Linked DNA regions of Sus scrofa: region 2 is linked to region 1. Evidence: chromatin contacts called from public Hi-C data. All regions are on one chromosome and are shown on one strand. Each heading gives the region's core, a stretch centred on a gene start, on an enhancer-like site or on the middle of the called end of the contact. The rest is flanking DNA. Distances are from core to core; before and after follow the strand shown.

Region 1 (4,997 bases), core at 728-3,227:
TCTGTCCTCACACCCAAGTCTTTGGCAATGCTGTGCACCCCTCTTTCCTGCCCAGGAAGTCCCAGTTATAGGCATACCTCCTCCAGAAGCAAAGCAGCAGTCATTTTTAAAAAACAGAGGCTGGAGTTCCTGTTATAGCTCAGCAATAGACAAACCCGACTAGTATTGTATGAGAATGCAGGTTTGATGCCTAGCCTCGCTCAGTGGGCTGGGGATCCAGCGCTGCTGTGGCTGCTGGCTACAATTCAACCCCTAGCCTGGGAACTTCCATATGCCGGAGCTGGGCTGCCAGAGCTAGAATCCTCACACTCTTGTTAATAAGCTTTGTGATCTCTTCTACCTAAAACTTCTTGAGATTTAGATTTGTCTTTTAATGGGACTAAAATAATGCCTATCTCCTAGCAACTGTGGACTCTCTTCTAGTCCTCACAATGAAGTATTTGCAGGGTCCAGAATAGCCACAAAATAAGAAATGGTCCGCTATAACCATCCTGGACCACTCTAGCCCATACTCCCTCCTCTGCTTAATCTCTACTTTTAACCCCTTCAAATAACAAACTCATAAATTTCCAAACTTCCTTTTCCCCAAGCATTCAACCATGTGCAGAACACATAAACCAGTCATAGACTAAGAATGGTGGCATAATCTTAGAATACACTGAGACTCCTGATTATACAATACCCAACTTACCTTCTCCACACTGGCTGCATCTTTGAAGAGGATAAACCCAAACCCTCTTGACCGGCCAGTGTTGGGATCCATTTTTATTGTACAGTCAACGACCTCTCCAAATTTGGTAAAATAATCCTTTAGGTCCTTTTTGCTGGTATCCCAGCTCAGGCCACCAACGAACATTTTTCTGAAATGGTGGGGTAAGACACACGGCAACAAGCCTTATGAGAAAGCTGTGATTTTAGAAGAATTGGTCCTAGAAAAGCTTTCACTGACGTAATTATAAATAAAACCACCAACCTGAGCAAAGGTCCACCCCTAAGAGGCCGCAAAGGTTCTACCTCTGGAGGTTAATAAACCTCTGCTACCCTTCAAAACCCAATCTTGACCCTAACGACTCCGCACCCCCCAGGGCTGGTGGGGGAAGGAAGCACAACCTGACCAGAGAGCTAGACCCTGAGCACCACAACTGGAAGGAACCCAACCCAACAACCACGTATCAAAACGCTACAGTCCCTGCCACTCTCCACCACCTCCGAGCACTGGCTCTCAAGGAACTCAAGGCTTCCGGGCCGAGTCCGCGTTCAGGCTGTGACTCCGCCCTCGGCAGGAGGCGGAGGAGGGAGGCCAGGGCGCGCGCCAACTCCGCCCACGCAGCCCCGGCAGCCCGCGACCCGCCGGCCCCGGGTCCGAGCGCACTCCCCTTCCGGGCCGCCCGGCCCCGGCCCCGCGCCAGCGGCCCCAGGGCGGCGCCAAAGTCGACCCAACAAACTCCCTCAAACTCCCGCGCGCGCAGCGGCGGGCGGCGCGGAGTTGCTGGTTTGCGGGCCGCGAGCAGGCCCCGGCCGCCCGCCCCTCCCCCCGCCGCATGGCTCCAACAAAAGGCGGCCCCGGAACAAAGGCGGCGCCCCCGTCGGCCCGTGGCCGCACCTACCCCGCGTCCTCTTCGTTCTTGCTGGCGTTGATCTGGTCGCCCTCGGCGCCGTTCTGGTTGCCGGCCGGGGGCGCCGCGGTCCCGCCTCCAGAGCCCGCTGCGGCGCCGCTGCTGGTGCTGGTGCCGGTGCCGGTGCCGGTGCCGGTGCCGGTCCCGGCCGGCGACTCGCCTTCGGGGGCGGCCTCGTGTCCGTTCTCGGTGGCGCCCGTGGTCTCCATGGGCTGCTCTTCACCCGCTTCCGACATGTTAGGCCGAGGCACGCGGCTCCTGCAACAAGCGGCCACATACAGACACAGCGCGTCAGGCCCGCACGGCTCATGCCCGGACTCCCGCCCGCCGCCCGCAGGCCCGGCCGCTCACCTCGCCGCCGATGACGCCGCGGGGCCCGCTTGTCCTCACCCGCCGAGAAGGCGCCGCGGGCTCGGCCGCGCTCACACTCGCGCTGCCGGGCCTCTCCCCCGTCTACCGACGGAGCCTCCGCGATCGCGCGCCCTTCTCCTCGGCTACCGGAGACGCCGAACAGAATCCTCAGACGGATAATCTCGCCCGGGCCCGCGCGGTGCCGCCGCCTGACAATGCCGACTCGTGGCGCTCTTTATAATGCCGGAGCCGGGGCCACCTCGCAACAAGGCGCATGCTCATTGGCTTCGGCGGCTCGTCACTCAGCCCGGCGCCGGCGTCCCGTTGGCCGCGGCGCCGCGCGCACGCTAGATTCGGGCGGGCTTTGTCCTCATTTTAGAATCCGCGCGAGCCGAGGCCTTGCTAAGGATCTCGGGGTCCGCTGGCCGGACGGCCCTGTCTCTAGGGGCGGGCAGCCCGAGCCCGGAGGCGGAGAGGTCGGAGACTGACGCTCCGCCCTTTGAGGCCGTAGTCTCTCGTCCCCGGTACCCAATCCCAAAGTTGGCCGCCTCGGCCACTCCATTTCCCAAAAGAGGAAACTGGTCTCGAGGAAGCCTCGGAAACCAAGGTTGCCCGGCTGGAATTGGCGGAATCCAGCCTTCCGAGATTAGGCGCATTCGGTCCTCCAAGGCCCTCCGCATGGCTCTGAAAAATTGCGACGGGGCCCGCCCGCTCCCTTGACCTTGGTGCCTTCAAAGCCACGATCTCTGGCCCTTTCTGCCGCCTCCCCCGGAGGCTAGAAGCCGGGAGGGGGCGGAGTCCGCTAGGTGTCTGTAGCCATTAGTGCTCCGCCCCACGTCCCGGCGGGAGAAACCGTGGGACCACGAGGATCCCCTTGGCAACACTTTCACGACTAGTATCGCATTTTTACTTTTGATTACTTAAAATCTTTCATTTAATTCATTTATTTTTGCTCTAATCTATTTTTAAGAAAAGTAAACCGCTTCCGTGAAATCTTGAAGTTTGAGGGAAGGGAAAAATAGTTCTTTTTTCTGATATACAAAACCCCTCAATATTGATCTAGTTGACCACCGGGCTTGAAAGCCCTACGTTATCCCGTGATTCCTTTTAATCAAATGGGTGACAGGCCCCAAATAAACCAGGATTAAAACCTCTAAAGCCTGGGGATTACCAAATAACAGCAGAACACTAGTAGCTGACGTTTCCCACTGGAGTCCTGCTGCCAGGCCCAGTGTGGTGGGCTGGGCGTTTTATTTCCTCTTTTGACCTCCTAACAACCGTATGGAAGGTGGTACCATTACAAATTTATAAATGAGATAACAAACCCAGAGCCCTGGCCCGAGGCTCACTCCGCAATCCATCCAGCCCGTGGCGTTGCCTTGAGAATGTAAAATGTGATGATTTTATCTTTGGAAAAAATAATTTTCAGAAAATCTGAGGATTTGGCCACACAACACTGCATTTCCCCCAAGATATCAACCACCTAGAACTGGGGCACCCACCCCTAGATAAGCAAATTCCTCTGGTTCATCCCAAAGCCCACCTAAATTTCATAACTAATTCATATATCTCCATAAAACCTTGGTCATGTTACTGATATCTGGTGGTAAGGCTTACAGAGAAGTCCCTAACAAACTTTCCTCCCCTCCACCTCCACCTAGCCTCTGCCCACCCACAGAAATAAGGGCCAGGGTTTGGATCACAGGCTATGATGGACTCAGCCACCCGAGCAATGAAGAAAATCCAAGCAATTAAGTTCAAAGTCAAATAGGCATACTTCCACTTAATCTCCTGCTTTTTTTTTTTTTTTTTTTTTTTAAGGCTATTCTGCTTTTTATTTATTTCTTTGGCTGTGTGAGGCACAGGGAAGTTCCTAGGCCAGGAATCAAACCTGTGCCACAGCAGTAACCCAAGCCACAGCAGTGCCAAGGCTGGATGCTTAACCCACTGAGCCACCAGGGAACTCCTTAATCTCCTGCTCTTATCCACATGGATTCCTTAAAACTAACTTAATCATCAAAGGGAAGTGTAGGAAACCTAAACCATTTTCCAGATCAGAATTTCGGGCTCCATCTGCCTCTTGCAATGGAGGGAACCCAACTGACAAATATTTACTAAGTTCCTATCACAAACTAAAGCACAACTTGGTGAATGCTTTCAATGACATGCCAAATCTGCACAGTTTGTAAAATGTTTTCACCAACGCTGCATTAATGGAGCTTCGAAATAACTTTGTATGCAGTTATCCATAGTTTCTACACAAAAACACTGAAAATCACACAGCTAAACCAGCACTTCCAAATCCACATTGGTTCCAAGGCTCCTGACTACCACAGGATAAGAGAGCTCTGTGCCTCTGAGTTCCTTGATCTAAATTAGATCTCAGGAGTTCCCGTCGTGGCGCAGTGGTTAACGAATCTGACTGGGAACCATGAGGTTGCAGGTTCGATCCCTGCCCTTGCTCAGTGGGTTAAGGATCCAGCGTTGCTGAGAGCTGTGGAGCAGGTTGCAGACGCGGCTCGGATCCCGCGTTGCTGTGGCTCTGGTGTAGGCTGGCAGCTACAGCTCCAATTAGACCCTAGCCTGGGAACCTCCATATGCCGCAGGAGCGGCCCAAGAAATGGCAAAAAGACAAATAAATAAATAAATTAGATCTCATATCAGATTAAATGATTCTGAGGTGCAAATGAAGCAATGGCTTAGAAAATACTTTATAAACTATAATGAAATGCAAACAAATGGGGGTCAGTCTCAGCACAGAATTTTTTTTTTTTTTTTGGCCACATCCTCAGCATGGGGAAGTTCCTGGGCCTGGGATCAAACTTGCACCACAGCAGTGATCCAAGCCACAGCAGTGACAACACTCAATCCTTAACCAGCTAGGCCACCAAGGAACTCCCAGAATGCTTTTGTATTGCATACAAGAGTGCTTCTGTCAGGGGCAGGATACTGGGCTATTTGGGAGCAGCAAGAAGTCCCTTTGACACAAGAGACTCTAGTTACTCAGTCCTAGTTACAGCCCTGAGTTGA
Region 2 (4,997 bases), core at 740-3,239, 53 kb after region 1:
AGTTCAATTCCACTGTCCTAAGCCCACCTCCCTAAGGTTTCACTTGGACAGAAATCACCTACCAGGGTGACCCTTCCAAAACAACACATCAGATCCCATCACCACATACAAGCCCTTTGCAACTGCACTTTCACTTCCTTCGCACAAGCTGTTCAGAGCGCCCTCAACACTTTCCTGCACGGAGAACACAAGATGCAGTTTTATCATCAGCTCCTCAACGAATCTCCCTGCCTCCTCTTCTGCTTCACAAACAAAACCTTTGTTGAGGGTGTCCATTCCACACACATCTGAGTTCCCAGCACTGCAGCATGCCTACTCGCTCGTCCACCTCCCCACACTAGACTGCTCAGGGCTGGAATCCAATCTCATCCTCTCTCCCTTCAGTGCCCTGGTCCACAATGGGTGCATCCACTTCCTAACTAGGGGGCCTGAGCTCAAACCTGCCAGGGTTAGGCAGGAAGAAATATTAAAATCCCCACCAAGGCAGGCATATGGGTTTTGTCTCCAGTGTTCAGTATCCTAAAACAAGAGGGCCCTTTCTGGTGCCAGGGAGGAAGAAGGGAAATGTGCACACATTACAGAAAGGTCCCCGTTGTCTGACACTGAACTGAACAGCCTCTGCTGGCCCAACCCTTCATCTTTTGCACCCCCACCTTTATCCATTTTCACCCTACACATCACTCCTCTGTTTAAAACCCAATAGATTCCCACTGTACTTAGAATAAAAACCCTTCTTTTTTTCTTTTTTGGCCACGCCCAAGGCATGCAGAAGTTCCCAGGCCAGGGATTGAATCTGCACCAGTGACAACACTGGATCCTTAAACCACTGAGCCACCAAGGAACTCCACCACCCTTTTTATGCCCAAAATCTCTCTCTCTGCTCCTACCATTCTCCCCCTCAATGGCCATATTCCAACCACACTAGCCTTCCTTCCATTTCTTTTCTTTGTCTTTTTGCCTTTTTTAGGGCCGCATCCGTGGCATATGGAGGTTCCCAGGCTAGGGGTCTAATTGGAGCTGTAGCCACCAGCCACAGCCACGCGGGATCCGAGCTGCGTCTTCGACCCACACCATCGCTCATGGCAACGCCGGATCCTTAACCCACTGAGCAAGGCCAGGGATCGAACCCACAACCTCATGGTTCCTAGTCGGATTCGTTAACCACTGCGCCACGACGGGAACTCCTTCCTTCTATTTCTTGAACATCAGTTTATGTCTACCTCAGAGCTTTTGCACTGGCTGTTCCCTCTGCCTGGAACACTCTACTCCCAGATCTTCCTGTGGCTAGTTCCTTATCAGAGTCTCAAACGCAAACGTCATTTCTCCAGAGACGCTCTCCTAGACCACAGTATCTAATGCTGCCCCCTCTGCCCCACCCCACACCTGTCGCTCTATCAATTCACCCTGTTCCTTATTCTCATTGCACACCTTTTTTTTTTTTTTTTTTTGTCACATTTTTTGTCATTAACCAAAACTGGAGCGAGGTAAAAGCCCACCGTTTTTCTGGACGTCAGCCACCACTGGGAGTTTCACCTGCGTGAACATGCAAATTGCTGGCAAACTCCTACTCATCCTTCAAAAGACCTTAGTCGAATGCCCTGCCTGGCTCCCACGTCCGTAACGGGTTACCTCCGACCCCGCCGGGTCGCACTAGATTGGGACGTCTGAGTTCGAGCGACTCCCCCAGCAAGGGTGGCTCCTCGAAGGTTCTGAGTTTGTGAGGGTCCAACTCCCAGCCTGGGCCGACGTCTGTGGAGAAAACAAGGGCAAAGAGGACTGGTCGGGGGGCTTATTCGCGGGGCTTCAGAGAAGACCCGGAGGCTGGGAGTCTAGCGAAACACGGGCCCCCAGCGCCCGAGTCCGTGGTCCCGGCGCGCCCTGCCCTCTAGTCGCACCTCCCCTCCCGGAAGCTCGCGGCCTCTCACCTGGTCCCGCAGCCTTGGCCCTGGCTTCCGGCGCCGAGCCGCTGCCATCGGAACCGGAAGCTACTGGCCGTTGCTCCGCAGCTCCGGACTCGCCCACTCGCGGCTTCAAGGAGGGGTGGCCAAGCCTCCCCCTCCCGCGTGCCAAGGTTGGAGTCGCCCGCAGGATCCCCGCGGCAGCTGGCTGCCTCACCTCCCGAAGTCGGGACGCTGCGCAGGTGCTCCCCTGGGCCCTCGGGGCCGCCGGCAGAGCCCCGAACCTTCCCTTCAGCGGGAAGGAATCCGAGCGACCCACTTGCTGGCCAGCGGGTGTGCGCACTGCGGCGCCTCGTTCAGAAGTCTTAAACCAGAAATGACTGTGCCTCCCCCCCCTCCCCGCCCTCCAACTTCGTTTAAAATAAAGACATTTGAGAACTATGTCTAGATACTCATATTGCAATAGAACAAAGGGTGGGGGGGAAAATGTGTACATGTAAGAGTAACTTGATCCCCATGCTGTACAGCAGGAAAAAATAAAATATAAAAAAATAAATTAAAGACAGTACTGAACAACACAATGCCTGTAAGCGATCCAACGGTTAGGCTTTCCCGCGACAGCGCCTTGATTCTCTTTTTGAAATATCAAATGATGTTTAAAAGAAAAGTTCCTCTTTTCTGCCCTATCCCTGCTGCTCCTCTAAGCCCGGACTTAATACTCTGGGCGTTCAACAGAATTAAATTCTACTGTGAGAGACCGACCCCCTGCTCTGCTGCCCTCCATCGGTCGCCCTCCTTTTGGAGTTGGGGGGGAGACGGGTTGCACAATTGCCCTAAGGAGGGAGAAATAAGGATTGGGAAGGAGGAGAGAGGAAGCAGTGATCCCAAACGCAGGCCAAGACTGAATTCCCCCTCCCAGGTCCCCTTCCTCTGCAGGGAAAAGGCAGAGAAGTTTCCCACCTCCTCCTCAGACTTAAGGGACTTGGACTAGAAAGAGCGCAAGAGAAAAGACTCGGTCTCATTTTCCATAACTTCCTGCTCTCTTTTAGACCAGATTCATTCCAGGGCATTTTACCCTCTAACCCTCCACGCCTCCTCCCCACTCCCATAAAACACGCTTGCACAATCTTGGTTTGTTTTCTCTATAGCACTTGCACAATCCAGTCCTGTTTTCTTTATAACATTTAACTTTAAATTATCTTGAGCGTATATTTGCTTATTCTTGTTCTTCCTGCCCCTAACACCCCACCCCCCTACACACACACACACACACACACACACCCTCTTTTAGGATAAAAGCTCCATCCAGGCCAGGACTTTCTAATCATCGCTGTTATATCTCCAACATTCTCCAACATATGTGCTTGGAACACAGTAGGTGTGCAGAAATAGTCTGAAGTGACCAGTATCCTCCACTTATGAATGAGGAAACTGCGGCTCCAAAACCTGACGAAACACGCAATGAAGAGGGCGGTGCACAGCACCTCCTGGAGCCCGCGTGAGCGTCGCAGCATCCTGGAGAGGCGGGTCTGCTCTGCACGGTGAGCCTGGGTGGTCCTGGCCCAGGCTAGAGTCGTGGGGGCGGAAGGCTGAGTGAATCTTGCCTGGGGCCACGAGTCCGAGGCTGAGACTGCTGAGGCTGCGTCCAAGCCAGCAGGACCTCACAACCCTCCGCGAACGCCTCAGGCTTCACCACTTCCTCTGGGAGAGCCCTGGCCTGCCTCTCAGCCACAACGGGTGAGAACCAGAACTTAGAAGCCCAGCTCACACATCAGGCTTTTTCACCTCTGTGTCATTTTTCCCCCAGTATGTGGCTCCTCTTACATCGTGCTTTGGTTACTTTTCAGGGTGCACGTTTTCTGATTTGTCAGTATTTCCTTGTTGGAATTGGGTGACTTGGGGTTTTGGGGGGTTTTGTTTTTTCCATTTTATGGCCACACTGGCAGCATATGGAAATTCTCAGGCCAGGGATTGAATCTGAGCCACAGCTGCGATCTAGGTGCAGCTGCAGCAACAGGGGATTCTCTAACCTACTCTCCCCCCACCCCTCCCCGAGTCAGGAGGGGATGGCACCACCTCCCTGTTACACAAGTCTCTGCAGGCTGATTCTTCCACTGCAACACAGAGGGAACTCCTCGTTGGGTTTTGTTGGAGTGTGGCTGCTTCAGAGCAGAAAAACAGCTATTCTCCACTAACTCAATAATTGTCTGTTTTATCTTTTACTAGTTTCCTAAGATTCCATTTTTTAAATTTAAGAAGGAGTTTCCTGGTGGTCTAGTAGTTAAAGGATCTGGCATTGTCCCTGCTCTGGTGAGGGTTCTGTCCCTGGTTTGAGAACTTCCACATGACCCAGAGGTGGCCAAAAGACAATAATAATTCCGCGTACATGTCCATTTTGTTTTTCAGAGGATGGTGCTAAGTGTGACTTATCTTTTTCCCACATTTTTGTCCAGTTATCCCAAAACTGCTTATTAAAGAATCTTTCCTTACCCTCTCATTTTGAAGCAGCCCATTTTCATAATAAGATTTCTATGGAATGAAATCTATTTCCAGCTCTTCATTTTTTTCCTGAGGTAGTTTTACTTTTACACCAATGTTGTATTGTTTTACTCACTACTTTGTAATAGGTCCTAAGATAGGATTAAGCACCGCTCACAAAAAGGGCAAAAAAGAAAAACACAAGATTGCAGAGAAAGCAGATCACTGGTTGCCTGAGGGTGGGGTAGAAAGGATGACTGCAGAGGGAATGGGGGGGTGATGATGGAACTATTCTATATCTTGAGGGTAGGATTGGTTGTACAATTCTCTGCACTGTAAAAGCAGTGAGTTTTCCTGTATGTAAATTATGCATTTAAAATGGCAAGGGGGAGTTCCCATTGCAGTGCAGCGGAAACAAATCCGACTAGTATCCGAGGGGACATGGGTTCGATCCCTGGCCTCACTCAGTGGGTTAAGGATCTGGCATTGCAGTGAGCTGTGGTGTAGGTTGCAGACGTGGCTTGGATCCCAAGTTGCTGTGGCTGTAGTGTAGGCAGGTGGCTACAGCTCTGATTCAACCCCTAGCCAGGGAACCTTCATATACATGCAGGTGCCACCCTA

Evidence for each region. Hi-C and Micro-C count contacts between places; a contact is called where the count stands out from the background.
Region 2: a Hi-C map of liver shows a contact between it and region 1, with 7 times the contacts expected there. The contact joins the promoter of RMND5B here to the promoter of HNRNPAB in region 1. A contact is called at or near these places in 12 of 47 Hi-C or Micro-C datasets (alveolar macrophages, blood, embryonic fibroblasts and 6 more) and 1 of 2 datasets of contacts at active chromatin or transcription factors (alveolar macrophages).

What each region holds. Positions count from the first base shown.
Region 1 is chr2:80,191,949-80,196,945 of Sscrofa11.1, forward strand. HNRNPAB (heterogeneous nuclear ribonucleoprotein A/B) reads right to left here and starts at 1,978. Exons shown (of 7, transcript NM_001112695.1): 1 at 1,968-1,978; 2 at 1,608-1,874; 3 at 692-860. The coding sequence starts at 1,852.
Region 2 is chr2:80,245,075-80,250,071 of Sscrofa11.1, forward strand. RMND5B (required for meiotic nuclear division 5 homolog B (S. cerevisiae)) reads right to left here and starts at 1,990. Exons shown (of 11, transcript NM_001243800.1): 1 at 1,926-1,990; 2 at 1,630-1,749.